Linked DNA regions of Mus musculus: region 2 is linked to region 1. A link is a contact called in public promoter capture Hi-C data. All regions are on one chromosome and are shown on one strand. Each heading gives the region's core, a stretch centred on a gene start, on an enhancer-like site or on the middle of the called end of the contact. The rest is flanking DNA. Distances are from core to core; before and after follow the strand shown.

The links. Capture Hi-C pulls out chosen DNA fragments and counts their contacts.
Region 2: a contact with region 1 is called in a promoter capture Hi-C map of liver, with 1.9 times the contacts expected there. The contact joins two enhancer-like sites. A contact is called at or near these places in 1 of 39 promoter capture datasets (embryonic stem cells), 4 of 115 datasets of contacts at active chromatin or transcription factors (the 230-238 cell line, double positive thymocytes and embryonic stem cells) and 3 of 9 other capture datasets (adipose tissue, liver and pancreatic islet).

The regions. Positions count from the first base shown.
Region 1 is chr11:115,669,008-115,672,333 of GRCm38.p6, forward strand. All of the region lies in intron 2 of Grb2 (growth factor receptor bound protein 2), which reads right to left. Among named protein-coding and RNA genes, the nearest start is that of Grb2, 38 kb to the right of the region's middle. Within about 2 kb of position 1,619, at least 82 of the 459 cell types and tissues checked have an H3K27ac peak or open chromatin away from gene starts, as enhancers often do. A contact at or near this core is called in liver, where this site is marked.
Region 2 is chr11:115,831,044-115,834,369 of GRCm38.p6, forward strand. The region is part of intron 1 of Llgl2 (LLGL2 scribble cell polarity complex component); the gene reads left to right. Among named protein-coding and RNA genes, the nearest start is that of Llgl2, 8.6 kb to the left of the region's middle. Within about 2 kb of position 1,623, at least 73 of the 459 cell types and tissues checked have an H3K27ac peak or open chromatin away from gene starts, as enhancers often do. A contact at or near this core is called in liver, where this site is marked.

The sequences.
Region 1 (3,326 bases), core at 369-2,868:
CGACAGTGTACTCACATACATAAAATAAATCTTTTAAAAAACAACAAAACAAAACAAAACAAAACAAAAAACAAAACAAAACAGAAGAGTCCCTGGAAGAAGGGATATTTAGCAGTGGCACTAAGCTGCATCCCTGGCCCTGCACAGCCTAGGGTCTGAAATGGTAAATCTAAGCGAGCAGGCAGTGAGGAGACAGAGACAGGGAATTGGACCACAGTGCGCAGGCTTTAAAGGGCAGAGCGAAGACTCAGTGTTTCTGACGCCCCTGGCTGGCATCTGGCCACAGACCTGAGAGGCTCAAGGGTATTAGGAAGCCCAGGTTACTAAGCAAGCACTCACGGCAGCAAACCAGGCAAGGTGAGAAATCTCAGGGCTGAGGCAGCTCAGAGGTGAAGAGCACTGGCTACTTGGTCCTCAGTTCTCAGCACCCACATGGTGGTTTACAACCCCGTGTCTACAACCTCCAGACTAAGGGCATCTGACACCTTCTGAACTTGAATGTAGTGGGCACATATGCATATATGTAGACAAAACACAAACATAAATAAATCCTAAAGTTTTAAAAATGAGAAATTGACTAGGCAGAGGTAATTCTATGTGTTTTAAAGTCTCCACAGCTAACATTAAAAACACATATGCAGTGTCTAAAGAATCTAAATTTGCTTCTCTCCCCAACAACCCCTCCACACCCACCCCATGATGGGGACGGTGCCCAGGCCTTGACCACAGCAGGCAACTGCTCTGCTGCTGAGGTGGATGCTCAGCACTCTCCTCGCTTTACCCACTCACTGCCCACACACCAACTAACCCAATCCTACTTTACTTTCTGTCTGGGAGTATGGCTGTGACCCAGTGTGTTTTACTAGGATTGGTTCACAGGAGCTTGTGTACCTGTCAGGGCCCACAGCAATGACCAGAATACACCTCCATTCTTAGCAACCATTCACATAAAGTCTCAGGGCAGGGTAGCCCATATAAACCCTTTCCACCATACACATATTCCCCCTCCTCCTCTATTTATTTGCTTTATGTGTATGAGGGCTTTGCCTGCACATATGTATGTATGTATGCATGCATGTATATTCACAGTGCCTAAGGAGGTCAAATAAGGACAACAGAGCCTCTGGAGCTGGAGTTACAAACAAATATGAGTGCTTGGAACCAAACCCAGGACCCCTGCAAAAACAAGGGTTCTTAACCATTAAGCCATCTCTCCAGCCTTTTGACACTGCTTTAAAGAAAAAAAAAGATGCAGCATGCTTTGAAACTGCCTTTAAAATATATCTCTGAATGCTCCACTTTAACTAATATACCCTAATTCACGTTGTGTCTTGTCACACCAAAAAAACAGACACCTAAGGTTTGCAAGACCATGAGCACATACCCTTTCATGAGGAAAACAGGCATGAAAATTCAGACTGTCACAACCCTTCTTCAGAGTTTCTCAGGAGGAACTCTAGACAAACATAAGTCCTGCCTGCAAGTTAAATTACACCTCCTTTTACTGCTGAAGTAAAGGCAGTCCTGCTAATTACCACATTTAGGGCCTCCTGCAGGCAGCTGCAGGGCCAGAAGGCTTGGAAGGAACAAAGTTCCTGACAGGCTGGGGGCAGGGCCAGCGGAGACCACACTGTACTTGGCATGTCCCAGATACAAGAAGCCTCTCTGCTCTGTAGTCTACAGCTCTCTCTGAGCACCCACACACGGGGAAGTGTAGAAAACTAGCACTTTGGGTGCAGAGAAACTGTCACAACCCACAGAGAAGACAAGGATCTGAAACACTAATAACAGGAGGTGTTAATGCAAATAGTGGTGTGGCAAACCCTCAATTCAGGGTCACAAGAACAACAGCCTGATCTCATGTCTACCTCAGAGGGAACTGTGTGTGCCATTCCATGTGCTCGGTGGGCTGTGGTGACCAGCACCAGTAACTCCCGCTTGACTGAAATGACAAGTAGTCTCCCAAATTACAAGGATCAGACAGTGTGATCAACTAAGATGTGGCTACTGTGTCCAGCTGCTTACAACAGAACCACACGCAGCCTTTGTAATCCTTCCTTCACACAGAAGAGGGTTTTGTGTCATGAATGTCTATTTTTAGGAGCCTTCGTTCACTTTTCATCATTGAGTTTCTAGCCTACAGCACCAGGAGGGAAAAGAGTTGATCTGGTTTGTAAAATCGTGCTTCCATGGCCTTCTGTGCTTTAAGATTTCCAGTGGCCATTTTTCCCCCGGCCTTATATTCTCAAACTATTACAGTTTTCAGGTATGGAGTAGAATGTATTGGGATGTTAAGTTTAACTTTTATTCACCTGAAGCAATTGTCTGCTAACCTAGGTCTAGTCTTGGAAGTTTCTAGAGGATCGCCACCCCAAGTTCAAGGCCAACGGGAGCTACCTGAAGACACTATCTCAGTACCAACACACACACACACACACACACACACACAAACACAAACACACACGGGCGGGGAGTGGGGGGAGACACTCCTACATGAACTGCTGCTTCAGGGTGGGGACAAATGTCTACACGTAGTTTTTGTTTTATTTACAATTGAAAAAAAAAAATGGCTCCAACAGCTTAAATACATGTTTTCAACAGATAGTCAATACTCACCTCCAAACCATGGGAATAGAGGTGTTTTTGTTGTTTGGGTTTGTTGTTGTTGTTTGTTTGGTTTTTTTGGGGGGGTGGCTTTTAAATTTTGTTTTGCTTTGTTTCAGAAAGACATGTTTCTCTATGTATCCCTGGCTGTCCTTGAACTCAGAGATCCACCCGCCTCTGTCTCTGGGTGCTGGGATTAAAGGTGTGCGCCATCACTGCCCAGTGGGAATCAGTTTTTACATATGTTTGGAACAATCTTGGTAATTTTAAACTCACCACCACACACAGTTCTCACCACCTACACAGTAGCTCACAACCAGCTACAACTCTAGTTCCAGGTCAGAAATCCTCTTCTGGCCTCCTGGGCACTCCATGTGGTGCACAGACAGACACACAGGTGAAATACCCATATGCATAGTAAGTACATTTTCAAGAGCTAAAGACGTGGTTCCGAGGTTAAGAGCTCTTTTTGTCCTTGTTGAGAACCAGGTCAAATCCCAGCACCCACCCGTAGTTTACAATTATCCATGGCTCCAGCTCCTGGAGACCCAACACTACCATTCATATTTGTTATATTTATCATATATGTGTGTGTCTATACACACACACATACATATATATAAATCTAGAAAAATTTAAAGATTCTTCACAAAAATCTAAACAACAACAACAACACTATAAAGAAACAGTAAGTATGTACTGGAGGCTCTTATGTGGCCTCC
Region 2 (3,326 bases), core at 373-2,872, 160 kb after region 1:
CCTTCCCTGCGGCCCTGCCTCTGGCCGGCTGGCTTTTTCATCTTTCCGGTGTGTGTCTGTGCTGCGAGGTGCTATGCGAGTCACTCCATGATCTCAGCCTGGACTTGCCCCAGTGCTCCTGGAATGTGCTCCTTATCCTGGCCCACGGCACCATGCTCTTCCACCCGCCTGACCCTTAGCCCTGCCCTAAACCTTATGTGGCCGGTAATACCTGTCACCGAGGTCCTGAGTAGGGGATACGAGGAGAAAGTAGCAGGGAGGGGACAGTTGTAGACTGGGGCGAGGGAGCATTTGAGCGGTGGGGTTATGTGGCGGTATCCTAGGCAAAGTGTCCCGGGTAGAGTGCTGTGAACACATAGGGCCAAGAGGCTGACCAGTAACTCTCAGCGAGGCTTCCCCACCCCCACCCCACCCCCAGCGCCCTTGACCTCAGCATCTTGTATACTTTCTCCTTCCCCACTCTACTCTCCCTCCTGCCAGAGGGCATCTCTCATGGCCTGTCTGCCTCAGGAGTCGGCACACTGGGGGGCTGTAGGTTTGCCCCCTTAGTCTTTTAACCTCCCCATTTCCCAGGCATAGGCTAGGCAGGATCATCCCCTATCAGACTTCACAGCCCTAGCCTGACTTCCAGGCTCCTCTGAGAGCTTGCTTATCTGGGGTAGAAGGCCTGGGGTGGGGGAGGGGGCTTTCTGAACTGAGCCAGGCCCGCACCTGTCCTCCTCCTCCTCTAAGAAGGGGTGGGGTATTTTCATGCCTTGCCTTGGGGCAGTTACACTGGCCCCAAGCCTGTTCTACCTCCACCTTGGTCCCAGCTCCTAGGTCGCTCTTCTGTCTCCCTGGCCAATGGGGTCCCCAGCAGTAGGTCCCCCACAAGGTCACTGAGCCCTGCAGGTTAGTTCTTAAGAACACTCTGAAAGCAGTGACCAGGCACCTGGTCCCAAACTGCTTGGTTAGCTTTGAGCTCCATGGCCTGTGGGAGTATGTGCGCGTGGCCCTACCTTTTGACTGCAGCCATATAATTAGCTCTCCTGTAATAGCCATTCCTCATGGACGCCTTTATAAGCCCCTCAATTCTGGAGTTAGTCATACATGGGGGTCAGCTCTGAGTTCTGCCGCTTCCTATGCAGTGGTGACCGTGGGTAAGTTGCTTAGTCTGTGGCCTGGTTTCCTCTGTCAGGTAGGTGTGTTCTGCCTGGCCTCTCAGGTGGCCTCCGCCTGAGCTGATGTGTAGTGTTTACCCTGAGCACACAAACAACAGAGGTGGTCAGAACCTGGTCCCCACATTTTCCTGAGGTTCTCTGGAGGACGATTCACCCTCAGTGATTTGATGTTTCTACAGTGAGCCTAGACAACTTGAACCAAAACATTTAAAACGTATCAACAGGTACATTCAGGGGGTCTGGAACAGTGCTGGTCACAGCAAGTGCTCCGACGGCCACTTGGGTAGGTAGCCTGCACCGAGTGTTCTGCCCTCCTGACCAAGTGGGGCATGTCCCCTCTTTCCTGCCACTCACCACTTTGCCGTGTCACTTTGAGCTCCTGTGGGGTCCTTAGTACAGATGGTCCTGGTCCCTTCTTGTCCCTTCCCTAGAGTCCGCTGGTCTCTTTCCTTTCCCAGGGAGTCATTCCCAGCTTCCTGTGCCTTCTGACCTAGTGACCTCGGCTGGGGAGGGGAGCGCCTGCACCCCAGGAGCCGTAGCTGCTGATTTACGAGCTTGCACCACCCTCCCCCACGGCTGGAATGTTCAGCTAGCCAGCTCAGCTGTCTTCAGAGGCAGAGATGGCCGAAGTCTGGGGCCTGTTTTCACTCCAGTCCCAGGAGCCCCCAGTACTTGATGCCCCATGCTTGTTCTCTGGCTTGTTATGGGACCTCAGGTGGGTACCCAGACTTTCCCACCAATCCCCACGCCCCACCCCACCCATCCCCACGAGTGGGAGGCTCTGCAGTGGTCTTGCTTCCCTAAAAATGTGAAATCCCTAGTCTCTCTCCCCTCCCCCACTGCAAATCATGACCTTTTGATTGTCCCCAAAGGGTGACAGTTCCCCAGGGACTGGTCCCTGGTGTTTGGTTTGGAAGTGGCTTGTCCTGCTGATCTTTGCATTTGCAGGGGATGTGGCTCTATCCGCAGCCAGCAACTGGGGAGCCCCAGTCTTAAATCCAGAGTCTTTTCATAAGCAAAGTCTTGGCCCTTTAATTGATTGATTACAGAGCTGAGGATGAAGGGCCTTGTACACTGCCACCAAGTGCTCTGCCTCTGAACTGTACCCACCCCTGCCCCCAACCTTCAGGCTATCTTTCCAGCCTCGGTTTAGATAAGAAGCACCCCCCCTTCCCCAGTGGAGGCTGGGTGTCCCGTCCCTGCTCCAGCTTAAGTACTTAGCACACTTTGTCGGCCTGTCTACCTGACCCTACATGCAGCGTTCAGCGAGCTGGCGGCTATGTTTGCTTTCTCTTTCCGTCTAGAGTGGAATGAAGGAAGCCATTTCTGTAATGGCCTGAGTGAGCCCCTGTGTTCCTAGGAACATGCCCAGTGCCAAAGATGGTCAGCAGGAGACTGCTACTGGGCGCTGAAAGTCAAACCACCCACTCACAGCCCCTCCCCCAAGGAGAGTACAGAAATAGTTTCCCCCCTTGGGCTGGGAATGCTTTCTATGGTCGATGAGTGGCTTGGGGGTCTTGAGCTGTTTTCTTTATTCGGTACAGATAGAATGTCTTCTCTTGATTTGGGCTCCGCTGTGGCCCTTAAGAAAGGCCTCCTTAGGGAGTGGCAGGAAATAGGGTCTCACTTTGTACCCTTCATGGCTTTAAACCCTTGATGCTCTGTTTCCCCAGTGACCTAGGTTACACGTGTGCCACCATGCACATCTGAAAAGGAACATTTCTAGATGCCCAGTCAGAGCTCAGGGAGCTAGCTGGGAATTAGCAGCAAGGCAGATCTAGGATTAACCTAGAGAGCCCACAGCCTCATAGGACCAGACCTGGTCCCCAGCACCACGGGGCTTGGCTATGTGAGTCTTTGATGGGCTCCTTGCCCATCTTACCCCGACCTGGGTATTCCTGCTAAAACTGCCCCAGGTCCTTCCCCTGCATGTCCAGTTGAGGCACCGATCAAGAAATTCCACAGGACAGCCCCGCTTCTGCCAACCCACTGCACGGAGGGAGGCTGTGAAGTTTCTCTTTCTGGATTTTTATGTTTTTTTTTTTCTTTCAGAAAACAGGTTAACAATTAAGCTAATTAACCACAGGGCCTGCTGGCTCTCTTTGTTCCTATAAAGCTGGGGTAAATGGCTTCCTCCCCCAGTTTCTCCTGTTCCCATTATGGTAA